Linked DNA regions of Zea mays: regions 2 and 3 are each linked to region 1. The links are chromatin contacts, called in public Hi-C maps. All regions are on one chromosome and are shown on one strand. The core of a region is the stretch at or near the end of the contact, and the rest is flanking DNA. Distances in the headings are between cores, read along the strand shown.

What was found. Hi-C and Micro-C count contacts between places; a contact is called where the count stands out from the background.
Region 2: a Hi-C map of tassel shows a contact between it and region 1, with 2.8 times the contacts expected there. The contact joins the promoter of LOC100278401 here to the promoter of LOC100193630 in region 1. A contact is called at or near these places in 8 of 25 Hi-C or Micro-C datasets (bundle sheath, ear, endosperm and 3 more).
Region 3: a Hi-C map of bundle sheath shows a contact between it and region 1, with 3 times the contacts expected there. The contact joins the enhancer-like site here to the promoter of LOC100193630 in region 1. A contact is called at or near these places in 3 of 25 Hi-C or Micro-C datasets (bundle sheath and leaf).

The regions. Positions count from the first base shown.
Region 1 is chr8:67,924,182-67,928,626 of Zm-B73-REFERENCE-NAM-5.0, reverse strand. It overlaps LOC100193630, which reads right to left and starts at 2,390. Exons shown (of 15, transcript NM_001358851.1): 1 at 2,263-2,390; 2 at 2,056-2,133; 3 at 1,867-1,916; 4 at 1,667-1,720; 5 at 1,413-1,465; 6 at 1,108-1,180; 7 at 535-596. The coding sequence starts at 2,319.
Region 2 is chr8:68,233,663-68,238,107 of Zm-B73-REFERENCE-NAM-5.0, reverse strand. LOC100278401 reads right to left here and starts at 1,842. Exons shown (of 5, transcript NM_001361336.1): 1 at 1,505-1,842; 2 at 328-921. The coding sequence starts at 1,596.
Region 3 is chr8:67,656,449-67,660,893 of Zm-B73-REFERENCE-NAM-5.0, reverse strand. No RefSeq gene overlaps it. Among protein-coding and RNA genes, the nearest start is that of TRNAD-GUC, 8.7 kb to the left of the region's middle. Within about 2 kb of position 1,898, at least 20 of the 20 cell types and tissues checked have an H3K27ac peak or open chromatin away from gene starts, as enhancers often do. A contact at or near this core is called in bundle sheath and leaf, where this site is marked.

The sequences.
Region 1 (4,445 bases), core at 1,141-3,640:
AAGAATGAGAAGTGTTTGATAATATTAGGTCACAATCGTCTGATAGACGAAAATAAATGGGCATTGCAATGCATCAGTGTAACTCTTTCATGCCTTTTGCATTTAATTTCATGAGATCCAAGAGACACCAATAATGTAAACATCAGTTCAGAGAAGCAAGCCTAGCTCGGTTAGCAAAGCTGGCTGCCCACCTCCTCTCTTAGAGGGTATGAGGGAAAAGGTCACCCACCATTAAACAAAATGTACAGCATATACTGATATTATTAGTGTAAACATGTTGGCTTAAACTGGAAATTAATGTCTTGAAATATACTTAACTAGTTATCTTTTGTGAGGTGTGATGCATGTATTTGCATTACATAATGTATGTAAACCTGAGGAGTAGAGTGCCAAGTCTCACTACTTTAATTCGTAACAACATTAGAAATTAACAGTAAATTTCTGTTCAAGGTAACTACTGTCAACTTGTGATTTGCCATAAGAGTTCTTGAATAAATATACATGAGTACCTTATATGGCCTGTAAAACACATACCTATTTCAAGCTCAGGAAGATGATCCTTTGGCCATATGTTTGGTCGGCAGTATGATGGGTATCTAAATGTTATATTATCAGAAAGAAAACAGGAACCAATATCAATATGAACATCTAAAAATGAAATTCAAGAGTTCTTTCAACATATTCAATATGCTACATCTAAAAATTAGAACTGTAATTTCGTTTGCATAAATGCTACAAACTGTTCAGACAAGTAGCAAACATTACAGATTTAAAATGATACAAAAATAGGAACCAATATCAATATGAACATCTAAAAATGAAATTCAAGAGTTCTTTCAACATATTCAATACGCTACATCTAAAATTAGAACTGTAATTTCGTTTGCATAAATGCTACAAACTGTTCAGACAAGTAGCAAACATTACAGATTTAAAATGATACAGCCAGCAAGCTTGAGCTGCAGCGAGACAGTGAAGTTACCATTGACTAAAAGATGCTTCAGTACATAAAACAGGGTGGGAACAATAATAACATCAGCACATTTCTAGTTGTCAAATATACTTAAAACTGTACAGAAAGGTAGCTTCGGATTAGGCACACTATACCTAGTTACAAGCTCATCATCAGTTGTTGGGACATCAAAAACTGGGTTGGCGAAGTAGGAGCCTTTGGCTGTGTCTGCATAAAACAGATGAAATTTGCCTTATGGGCCTAAAAGCATTCCAAGACATTATGTGCAAACTTGAAGGATCATTCCAAGATGAAATTTACAACTAACTTCTTTTTCCCAGTTGCATTTATCCCCCTACTAAGCCATTTTCATTTTTGTAAAGTTTCTGAAACTGATAGGCTTAAAGGATGCTCTATATACAATGTGATGCATGATTACGCAGAGTGAAAAGGTCCTTACCCCATCTTTCAGACTCGAATTTCTCTTCTACACGACTCCAACCAAAGTGGTATCTGTGAAGCAAGGCCAATAATGCATAAGAAATACATAAGCTTTGTATGAACTGAAGTGCAAGTTATATACAAATCCTAGCTTAGGAGCTCTTATTGTTCTGAAAGAAAATGAAGAAAGAAGAGGAATATTCAAGTAGACACTAAGCAACCATGACAAAAGCTCCCTGGTGAAGACCATTCTGTAAATTCCTAAATTATGACCTGCTATCTGGGTCCTCCAGTTGTTTCTTCACATCATCAGGAAGGCTGACGATCCTAACAAACAGTAGGGAGGGTAATTAAGAATCTTTTCAGCAAAGAATTCAGTCAGAGAAAGAAAGAAAAAGGTACAAAATCATGGCGTATCGCCCTGATTAGGGCCTCAAGCCCCTGAACTTCCACGAGAGTGCAAAACAACATGCCTTGGCGCCAAGCGCAGCAGCCTTTTCCTGAGCTCTGGGTAACCGGGTACCTGAGTGCACAAAGCAAACACCGCACGTAAGCTGTCGAGGAGAGACCAAGTGACCAACTCGTCCCGTCGCGAAATCGGAATCTACTCATCAACAGCATCAGCCTCGAGCGCTGACGCGCTGTAGCATCACATCACTCACGCCGGCGATGGAGACGATGCCGAGCCCCTGAGGCCCGAAGCCTTCCTCGATGAAGCCGCCCAGGTCCTTGCCCCGATCCTGCGCGCACCGTACCCGCCGACAGAGTTACAGCAGCTGAGCTCCAAGCCAAGCCGCCCGCCTCCAAAGGAGTGATGAAACACCGCTGAGCTGGCAATGTCGCGTCTGCGGTGGCGGAAGGTTAGTTACCTTAAGGTCGGCGAAGGGGATGGTGACGGCGCGGACGGACGGCTGCTGCTGCTGCATCACGCGAGGCCGAAAGGCTTGCTCTCTCTCTCTTGAGCGCTGGACTTGTCTCTATGCTGAGCCGTCGCTATGCTGTTTACCTCGGTGGCAACTGGCATACTGGCATGGCAATGGCGTGGTGTGGCGCAGCGCGGCTCCTGTGCGGGGAAAGACACCGACATGGACATGGACAGGACAGGACAGAACAGCCAGGCCATCGTTTAGGCTTCTTCGCAAGCGATAAGCGACTCGTCCCTCCAGCCACGCGATCGGCACCGTCCGCTGCAAATCCAACGACCACCGTGTCCCACGTGTCTCACTGTCTCCGTCCATCCACGATCCGGTTGTCGGCCACAACAAATTGTTACTCCCTACGTCTTAAAATAGTAGTTGTTTTTGTTTTAAAATTATATACTCATATTTATATAAAAAAATATGAAACTAGACATATATATAATACTATATTAATTATTGTATAAATTTAGTAAAAAGATAAAATAAATTTTAATTTGGGACAGAGAAAGTATCGAAGTATCATTGAAGCTGAAGATTTATCACCTGTTCCTTCCCAACTTGTTTCCAAAATGAAATTAGATTATCTTGAATTGTGTTCCGGTTCCTTCCCATCAAAATCAGATTGTGTTGTGGTGTTCCGTAGTTCTAATTTGTTTTCCTTCTCATTCGTCATTAGATTATCTTGGAACTGGTTGAAACTTGAAAGGAGCACCAACTAAAGGAAAATCTGCATATGTAAGAAGGAAGGAAATAGGAGTATGTTTGTAACAATATGGTGTGTGTGTGTGTGTTTTGCCTGCAAATGTGTAACTTGCATACGCTTTTGTGTTTGTATCTCAAAATTTGATAACTATACAATTCTACTATTATAATACCAATTAAAAAATGCCTTTTTAGCTTTACCACATGTTAGTCACTTGTTCTCAAATGCTGTGAATAAAGAACAATGCAACACAATTGTTAATCGTTAAGAATTTTCGTCCTTCGGAGCATTATCTCTCTGAGGGTATAATGCTTACCGAGACGATGGTCAGGAAGGATTTACCTTCATCATATTAATACATAGATGAGAATGCATAAGGATGGACATTATAATTATATCGTAATGATTCATTTATTCTTGCATTCTATAAAACATATATGAATATCAACAATATCAATATTACATGGATACATTCGGTTTGCTCGAAGGCGGGGATGAGAGAGAGTGAATACAATCCAGCGTGAACAGTACGGTGCTACTGTTTATCTATTTATAGGCACGGGACGCGACCCGAGTAAAAGTACATTTATGTCCTTGTCAACCGTCTACAATTATAATACAAAACAGTAAGGACTAAATAGTCTTTATCCCTTTTTGGTCACTATTGTATTTGGTCTTTGTCGTCAACCCGAGCCAAAGTCCCTTGACTATAGCTTCGTTGCCCATTTTTGTCACCTTCGGGTTATACCTCTACTCTTGTCATAGATCTTCATGCCGAAGCCGGAGCCCCTTAATAATCCATATACTGAAAAGACATGGTTAATCACATTTTTTAGGACCTTCGGAATAGGAAGGCCCCCAACAGTAGCCCCTCGTAGTATTGATTTGTTTCTTTGCAACAAATTTAGACTGCGATGTGAACGAAGGCCTTTAACCAAAGGTTTGAAAAAATACCTTCCCTTCGCTAGAATTGCGAATGACACGGACATGCGGGACCCACCAAACTGTAGGGCGCTAGACATATAAATAGGAGCTTGCATTGAAAGCATCTCTTGTGTCATTTTAGTTGCTTACATTGTGCTCGTCATTTTAACTTTCTTGCTTTGCCAAGTTTAATTGGATTTCAAGCTTCGGCATTTCAACGACCGTCGATTTGATGGCTGGCGAGAAGAAGATTGTTGACCCGACGCTGTCCGAGTTTTACGAAGCTATGGAAAAACCAACGCAGAGAAGATTGCACATGAGATGTTAGCTGGGATATATGAGGGTTCCAGTGATAGTGAAAGCTTTGATGTAGAAAGCGAGAATGAAAGCACCGAAGATCGGCCCTGGAGACCAAGCCATTTTGTCTTCGGGAAATCAACCATCAAGCAAGGGCAAATTGATGCAATGAGGGGAAGGTATTTCCATGATATTTCAATTGTGAGGG
Region 2 (4,445 bases), core at 593-3,092, 310 kb before region 1:
GGTAGCAGCGACCAGGGGATGATGAGGTGGACGGACGGATGCGGCGCGGAGAGCAAAAGCTGGGCGCCCGCAACCGCAACAAAAGCTGCTGCCGCTGCGGATGCCCACAGGAAAAAAAATTGTGGACATGCGAGGTGGACCGTTGGATGCACCCTTCCACTATAATTAGCCCTTCTCCTCGCCGCGCCGCGCCACCACGTACGACCGCGGCTCGGTGGCGGGGTAAAAGCGGAAGAGGAAAAACGGCAAGAAAACGAAGTGGAAGACGCCCTAGAGATCGAGGAAGAGCCCAAGAGGTGGGCGTGGGAGTAAAGACGGCAGCCGTACCTGAGCGGGTTGGGGAGGGCCCCGCGGCCGTGGTGCGCGTCGCTGGCGCCGGAGCGCGGCGGGCGAGGCGTGGCGTAGCGGAGGTTGGACCCGCGGGCGTAGGGCGCTGCGCTCGGCGGCGGCATCAGATTGTCCGCCGCCGGCGACGATGAGCGGCGCGGTATCTTGCCGCCCGCCTGCCGCCGCTGCGGCGACGCGGACGCGCAGTCGCGGCGGCAGCGCATGCGCTTGTTCTGTCCCCACCGGAGCAGCAATTCGCGGGCCCCGGTGGAGCTCGGGGAGGCGGGATCGGAGTGGTCGGAGCAGTGGCCGTGGCCGTGGTCGCGCGCGGGGCTCCTGTTCGCGGCGACGGCTGCGGTGGGCGCCGAGTTAGGAGCCGTCGGCTGTGGCTGCGGTGCGCGAGCGCGCGGCTTGGGCTCGAGCGACGTCGAGGCTAGGAACGCCGCGATGCGGGAGCTGTCGGTGGCGACGGCCGGTGCCACGTCATCCTTGCTCGATCTGGGGGCCGGCGACACCGGCGCTGCAGGCTTCTTGCTCGCGCCGCTGCCGCTGCCATTGGGCAGCGGGAGGCCATCTGGGCTGAGCCTCGGGTATCTGCAGGGGAATCAATCAGACGGAATTCGAGTCAGCGACTGGATCGAGGAAGAGTAAGGTCCAGCACCTGGAGTCATGGATGAAAAGATGTGCAAAATCTCGTCTTCCTGCGTGAATTTGCAACCGCAGAAAACCAGAACGCTCGCAAACCGCAGCAGGACTCCACGTTAAACGAACGGTTCAGAGATCTGTGCAGAGAAATAATCATCCCAGAAAGCCGAGCGGATAATTCAGAACGAAAACCTGCAATCTATGGAGAACCGAACCGAGACCAGCGAAGAACCAACCAGCACAGGTGGGCGGGTGAGACACAGGCTGCGAGACGCGAGAACAACTGGCCTGCCCGCAGATCAAACGGCGCCTCGAAGAGCTTGCGAAGAGAACAGCAGAGAAGGGCCGCGAACACGGCACGAAAGGGAGAAACTTGTTCGAATCAGCCCCGCAGGAGCCGGCAACAACCACTGACTGCGGAAACGAGAGCGCAAATTCGCGGCTTTGGTCTCAGGAAAGAACACCGACGAACACAACGCTGCAGCTGCAGCTGCAGCGGCAGGCGAACGGGATTGGTGGTGGATTCGCGTACCTCGTCATGTCCAACGCCGACGCGGCCTTGGACGGGCTCGACGAGGCCACCACGTCCCGAGCAACCACGACGGCGTCCGCGGAGCCGCGCATCGATTCGGCGCCCTCCTCTACTCCTCCACCGGTTCTGCTTCTACAATCGCCGGTGCGGCCTCCCTCCTCTCCCGGCTCGGCGTTTCGCTCTACAGATCACCCACCTCGGCCGGCCAGACCGACAAGAGACGGCAGGGAACGAAGGTTCTGTTGCGAAATCTGGTGAGGCGGAGAACGCACAGCAATGGCGAGGAGGAGGAGGAGCAGAGCCAGCCTGAAGGGCCGAGGCTTTATCATTTCCACTCTACCGGCAACGCCCTCCACTCTTCCGCACCTTTTCTCGCCCTGCGAGGCCGTGGCACTCTTGTGGTAAACGCCGACGCTGATGGGCATTTCCGTAATCCCAGCGCAGAGGCATAGGTGCGTGATTTAGCTCGAAGTTCCATGGGATTTGCACAAGCGAACCCGTTCGTCTCCTAGACCTGCACGCTGCACTGCAACTGCAAGCAAGCGTTAAGATTTGAGTTGAGACACATAAACGCCGGATGCCCACCGTAGCAAAGCACTAGCAGCAGCAGACACCACGTCACTCGGAGACAGGCAGGTGGGCCTTCCCTGCAGTCCAGATAAGCCAAACGGCAGCCCTCGTTTAGCTTACGGCCGTGATCTGATCACTCCAGAGGTGGACGGCGATTACTGCTCCAAAACTCGGCAACAACTGGGCGGGCACTGCCCTCTCCGGGCCACCTAACCGACTGGGACTCACTGACGTGTGGGGTCATCGGATGCGTCTTGGCTTGGGGAAAGAGGAAAGGATGTTGGCCACGGGATTCTTGACGGACGGGCGGATTCGATGTGGATGCGCGCGTCCACCGGCCTGCATTTTTTTTGCATTTTGACCCTTTCTCGGAAAAAAATCACGTTTAGACCCTAAAAAATTTTAATGTCATTTTTGTACCCTTTGCTCGGCGCCATAGGCTATGGCGCCGAGGTAACACAGCTCGGCGCCATAAGCTATGACGCCGAGGTACGTGCTGCGCTGGCATAACTCGGACGTCGTGGCGCCGACTTGGCACCAAGCTCGGCGCCATAGATTTTGGCGCCGAGCTCAATTATAACCACAAAACTCGTCTAGCTTAGTTGATAGATAGTAAGACTCATAACCTGTGGTTGTGGGTTCGATCCCCATGATAGATGTGTAGTATTTTTGTCTTTATCACTGATTTGTTTTTTTTTCTAGATTTTTCATTTTTATGTAGATTTGTTCGTACAGATTTTTTTTCTTTTCTAGATTTTTGTTTTTGTGATTGATTTGTTTATTCGTTCAAATATTATTTTTTATCCGCCGCTGGTGCTCTGCTGCTCGCCTGCCGGCGGCGCTGTCGTGAGAGGCACCGGCGCCGTCCGATGCCCACATCATGAGGGCCAGGACGACCAACGGCTCCACGCACGAGCACGGCCCTAGCTTCTGACCAACTGCCATGCTCTTTACGTCTTTGCAGTGCTACACGCCGGGGATCCGAAAGGAGGCTGCTGCGCTTGACTGTGGATATATATATATATATATATATATATATATATATATATATATATATATATATATATATATATATATATATATATATATATATATATATATATATATAGTATATGTATTTAGAGCCCTAGGCTCTATTTAACTATAGGAAGCCCCGACCACGTACCGACCAGGTGCGCGACCGCACCGGACCCTTTTTGGCTTATTGTACCTAACTGCTTACGCCAAAATATAATACGAGTTATGCTGATGTGTGTATCAGTTTATGCAAATATAGTCTGCGCATATTACGTGCATCGGGCCCACGATCCGGCCCACGCCACCACTATAAAAACACCCCCACGCCGCCAGGAATTAGGTTTTAGCGGCGGCGGTGATCCTGGGGGCCAGCAGCGGTGTCACCTCGAGGCAGGCGACCGACGGCGGCGCTCCACCAGGAACGAGCGACAACGACGCTCCGAGGCAGGCGAGCAAGCGGTGACGGCGCTCTTGAAGCGGACGGACGACGGCAGCGCACCCTAGGCCCGGTGACAACGGCGGTTGTCCCGTCCGTCTCTGCGATGGCCACCGCCACCGCCACTCCAGCATCTGTGGCGCGACGATGGATCTGGGGACACGCTCGCGACGGCGGATCCCTGAGGCGCGACGGCGGATCTGGGGACACGCTCGCGATGGCGGATTCCTGTGGCGCGACGGCGAATCTAGGGACACGCTGCGGCATCGGATCCCGAGGGCACGCACGCGGCGGCGGCCCCATGAGGTGCGCACGACGACGATGTGCCAGCGGTCGCGACGGCGGATTTCCCTAGGCGCTAGCGACGACGACATCCTCCCCTAGGCACGAAGTGGTGGCGCATCCCAGATGCGAGGCGCTGGTTCCGCAGGACGGCGATCCTATTTTTATGCTATTTTGTATACATATTTATGCCAATGTCAATAGGATTTTATGACCTATATTTCAGTTCATGGATCCGCTTCCATCTATTTGTCTGTTTCTGATATTTCTATTCATTTACGCTAAAATTTATACTCATTTACGCTGTTTTGGTTCACGATTTACACTTAAATCCGCTCGAGCCAGAACCCGTCATTTACGCTGTTTTGGTTCACGATTTACACTTAAATCCGCTCGAGCCAGAACCCGCGCACGATTTTTACGCCGTAATTTGTCCCCATTTGCCGTTACGAAATCAATCGATGATTTACGCTAAAATTCATACTCATTTACGCTGTTTTGGTTCACGTTTTATGCCGAAATCCGCCCGAGACAGCGCCTGTGGCGATTTTCATGCCGTAATTCGAGACCCATTTGTCGTTACGAAACAGATCGATGATTTACGATAAAATTTGTACTCATTTACGCTGTTTTGGT
Region 3 (4,445 bases), core at 649-3,148, 270 kb after region 1:
CATGCATGCATGCATAATGCTTTAGCAGCGAAGCATGGATCGTGTTGAAGATACCATTGCATGGATTATTGGTGCGTCTCGATCAGACACACCCTCCAGCAATGCATGGATAAACATGCGTGGCTAGCGTCGTTTCGAGCCTGAGATATCCACTCCTGGGTATGCTTGCATCCATATAGATTATGTTGCATCGCATATATGCATGGACCATATTATATTACATAAGCCCGGCCGCGCGCAGGACTGAAAAGAGCAGTCCCTATCACTGACTGGACAAAGGGCTTTATTTCCGCTGGTGGTCAAGTTTGATAGATTCTCTCTCACACTGCACACTCTTCTCGGACTCTGAAGGCTGCTGCCTGCTGTTAGTGCGTCTGGGCTGCTGCTGCCTGCTGGCCACTGAGGCTGCGGACGTGTTTGTGTGCGTCCTCTTGTATTCCGGCCGGGTAGGTGATCGACTTTAGGATGCATGCTGCATGCATGCATTAGAGCAACTCCAGTAGTTCTCTAAAAGACTTCTTAAATCAATAATTTAGGTAGTTAACATAAAAACTATTCCCCAACAGTTCTCTAAACGAACTTTCTAAATTTAACAATTTGTCATCTAACCTCATTTTCTCTCTACATTTGGCAACCATTTAACAACTCTCTAAACAAAAATGTTGACTGCATTATATAGTTTTTGTGACTTATTTTTTATGTGGATAAATACAAAACAAAATTACAACTTATATTTAAAAAACTATTGGAGAACTCACATTTTTTTACTTCAAAATCATTTAGCAACTTCTTAAATCTATGATTTAGAGACCTAAAATTTACATAACTATTGGAGTTGCTCTTAGCATGCTCTCGCATGACGGACGGGGAGGTACGGTGGGAAAAGAGCGTGGTTTTTCAGCTAGCGACCGACCATCAGAAAAACAAAAGGGGAGGCTTCCTTTTTTTTTTCTCATTCTTCTTCTTCTCTCCGTTTGGTGCCGGCCGGGAATGTATATGTGCACGCGAAGAGGCTGTGGACCTGTTGTTGCTTCGAGAGTTGGAGATCTTTGAGCGTGGAAAACAACCTAGCAGATAAGGTATATAGATTATCGATCGAGAGGCTTTTGTGTTGCTGAACTCATGATCGGCAAAATCTGTGTACTGAAAGGTGTCCATCATACATGTCTGCCACGCCCGCGGCCAGCGCAAGCAACGTCCGTCCTCGGCCGTCGCCTTTCCATGACGCGGCGGCGTGGCTGTCAGCTGTTCTTAGCTCCGATCGGCGGTGGGGGCCGCCGACGTCGACCACCACCACCCACGTACGACGTAGGCACGCGCCGCGACGAACGAGCAGTCAGCCGCGTGCGATGCGAACATGCAGTGCTTTTGCATGCTCCTGTCGTTCCACGCCTCGACATACGTCAGGAGCACGTAACGTAACGTAACGCGCTTTTGGCTGCATGCATGCGTTGTTTGCGGCTCGATCCATTCTCGTCTCGTCCGTCTCTCGGAAAATCTCGGTCCGTCCGCGCGTGGCAGGCAACAACGTGACGTGCTGGTGTGTGCTTTTTCTCCTTCCCGGGATAAAGAAAAGGCGGGGGCCGCGCGCGCGGCGCTGGAATCGAATCGGCGAACGCACCGGCGGCGGCGGACGAGGAAAGAAAAAAGGCGCGAGGGCCGGAACGGATGGGGAGGGAGCATGGGATGGGGATGGCTGGCCGATGGGGGCGCGAGAACGTGGGGGCAACGGCCAGCCGGGGAGTAAAATAAGGCCAATCATTGGGCACTCAACCGCGGTCCACGTCCGCGGCCCGGCGCGCGACACGGCGAGCGGCGCGTGCGGGCGGGGGCCCTGCCTTCGACCCCGAGCGCGACGGCGCACGCGCGTGGAGGGCACTGGGGGCTCGCTCGCGGTGGGCGGGACGGGGGCCGGGCCGGCTTTGGTGGGCGGTGTGGGCGCCCGTGCCGCCCGCGATCTGTTCTGATCCCGCCGTTTCGGCCACTGTTGGTGATGTGACTATGTGAGTGGCCGCCGTGTCCCCTCGCCCACACGTCTCTCTGCCGCCCGTGCCGAGCGCGCACCGGAGTACACGGAGCGCACGAGTAGCCGGGAAACCAACGGAGCGGAAGAGTCAAGCATTATTTATTCACTCTACCGTATAATCTCTGCTACTCTATAAGAGTAGACGCGAGGGCGTCTACCCAAATCTTTGGTAAAGCATGCCCCGCTGGCTGCCCGCGCTCTCCCTGCTCTCACCGTAGATCCCATCGGCGCCATTGCTCTCTCCTCGCCATCGCCGCTCGATCGCTCCGCGCTCTCCCTGCTCACGCCCTCTACATGGAAGGCAAGCCGAGGCCCAAATCGCTGCTCGCCCGCCCTCTACATGGAAGGCAAGCCGGCGCCCAAATCGCTGCTCGTGGACGGGATCTGCTTGCTCTCTCCTCGCCAACGTCGCTCGATCCGCTCCACGCTCCACCTGCTCCCGCCCTCTACATGGAAGGCAAGCCGGCGCTCAAATCGCTGCTCGCAGACGGGAATCACTGCTCGCAGACAGGATTGCGGCCTCGATCCGCGCTCTCCCCTGCTCTTGCGCTGTACATGGAAGCATGAAGCGAACGGGGAAGGCCGGGGCTCAAATCGCTGCTCGCAGACTGGCCACTCGGTACATCTGAACCATCTCTCGTGGCACTTCCATGATCCAGGTGGAAATTGTCAAAAGTCGAGATAAAGATCGAGTTTTCACATCGTTCGCTGGAGTCAAGAGCAAGAGAGGAGAATGAATTTCGCATAGATTGAGTGGAATTGAGGTATCTTGGAGCGAGGAGGAGACCTCGCGACGCGTGGTGAGGCTGTCTTCGTCGTCGAACCTGGCTCCGCCACTGGATCTGGAGCCTGAATCCATGACCCCGCCTCCGCTGTGGCCCTTCCTATCCGGTGGCGCCTGCTGCGACGGCGGCCTGACCTGCCCGGCGCCGACGAAGGGGAGCGCCCACTGCTGCTGGTGCCCTGCGCCACAACACAAGACACACGGTCCGCCTTTAACGTTAGTTCTTTTTTTTCTTCTTTCCCGCACAAACAACTTTTTTTAGTAATTTCCCACACAAACAGTTACCATCGACACACACGCACAGGCGGCATATGCAGGAGAAGAGAGAAATTTGGAACCTTGCCATTATTGCAAATGGGTTTCATCACTTTGCCATCATTTTAAAGGGCTTAGCCTATATGCCATTATCAAGCAAGACCCATATGCTTAAATGCCTTTTTCGCAATTCAATAAAACGAAAAATTGATTGGATATAATCTTCCTTCGTCTACCTCCAGCCGAACAGCACACCACCTCTACCTCCGTCCTCGGGACCGACGCGGCTACATATCTTCTCTTCTTGACTGCAGCGGGCTTGCCACAGTGGCCTTGGTCGTAGCAGCAGCACGCCACGAGCAGCGACGCCAGAGAAGAGGGAGTTCCAAATGGCGATTACAATGAAGACCAGACGACAAAAGACATGAGCGAGGTGAAAATTGTGCAGGGTGGCAACGTCCCGGACGATGACGGTGCAACGCTCAACATGGGAGTGGCGTCACGCGGCGGTGGAAGCAACAGCTGGGGACCTTCAACTACGACTACCAGAGCTATGCGCTTAACTTTAACCAGAGCACTGACGAATAGCAGCAGCGTGCTGAGTTTGCTTTGGACAACGTCGGTGGTGGTTGGCTGATGGTCTCACCAGTGAGAAAAAGAGAAGCGGAGAAGGCTATTCTTCTCTAATCGATTTTTCGTTATTAAATTGCGAAAAAGCATTTTAACATATGCGTCTTTTTTGATAATGACATATAAGAGAAGCCCCTTAAAATGGTGGCAAAGCGGCGAAACCCATTTGCCATAATGGCAAAATTCTAAATTTCTCACGAGAAGACGATGTCGCAAGATCAAGAGCGCTGTCGCACGACAAGTCTGAGCTGTCTCGCCGCTTCGAGCGACTGGTTCAGGTCCGTCATGAGCTACTAGAAGGGAAATGTGACCTTGGAAAGTTTGTAGACGAGGTCTGCCTCATCCTAAAGTACGTAGTGAGCCAATGCTTCTCGAATCAAGATCAGACCGACACTATGAGCCGTGATACAGAGGATTTTGATGGAGCTAAGCCATCAGGTGCAGTTACCATCGACGGTACGCATGATACTGAAAGCGCTAAACAAGCAGCGACTTCAGCTTTTCAGACAGATGTAGATGAAGAACCAATTCAGTCAATTGAAAGCTAGACTACGGCGACCAATCATCTGCAGAAGCTTGATATAGAACTCATACATGCCCTACAACAGCAGGATGGTAGTAGTATCCTTTCAAGGAGAAAATCGGCGACATACTGTGAGATGCAAAGGTAGATTTATATGCTGCTACGTGTATTCGTCACTTTTAAAAAAATGTTGTCAACAATTTTTTTATGTATGTTCTTGATCATAT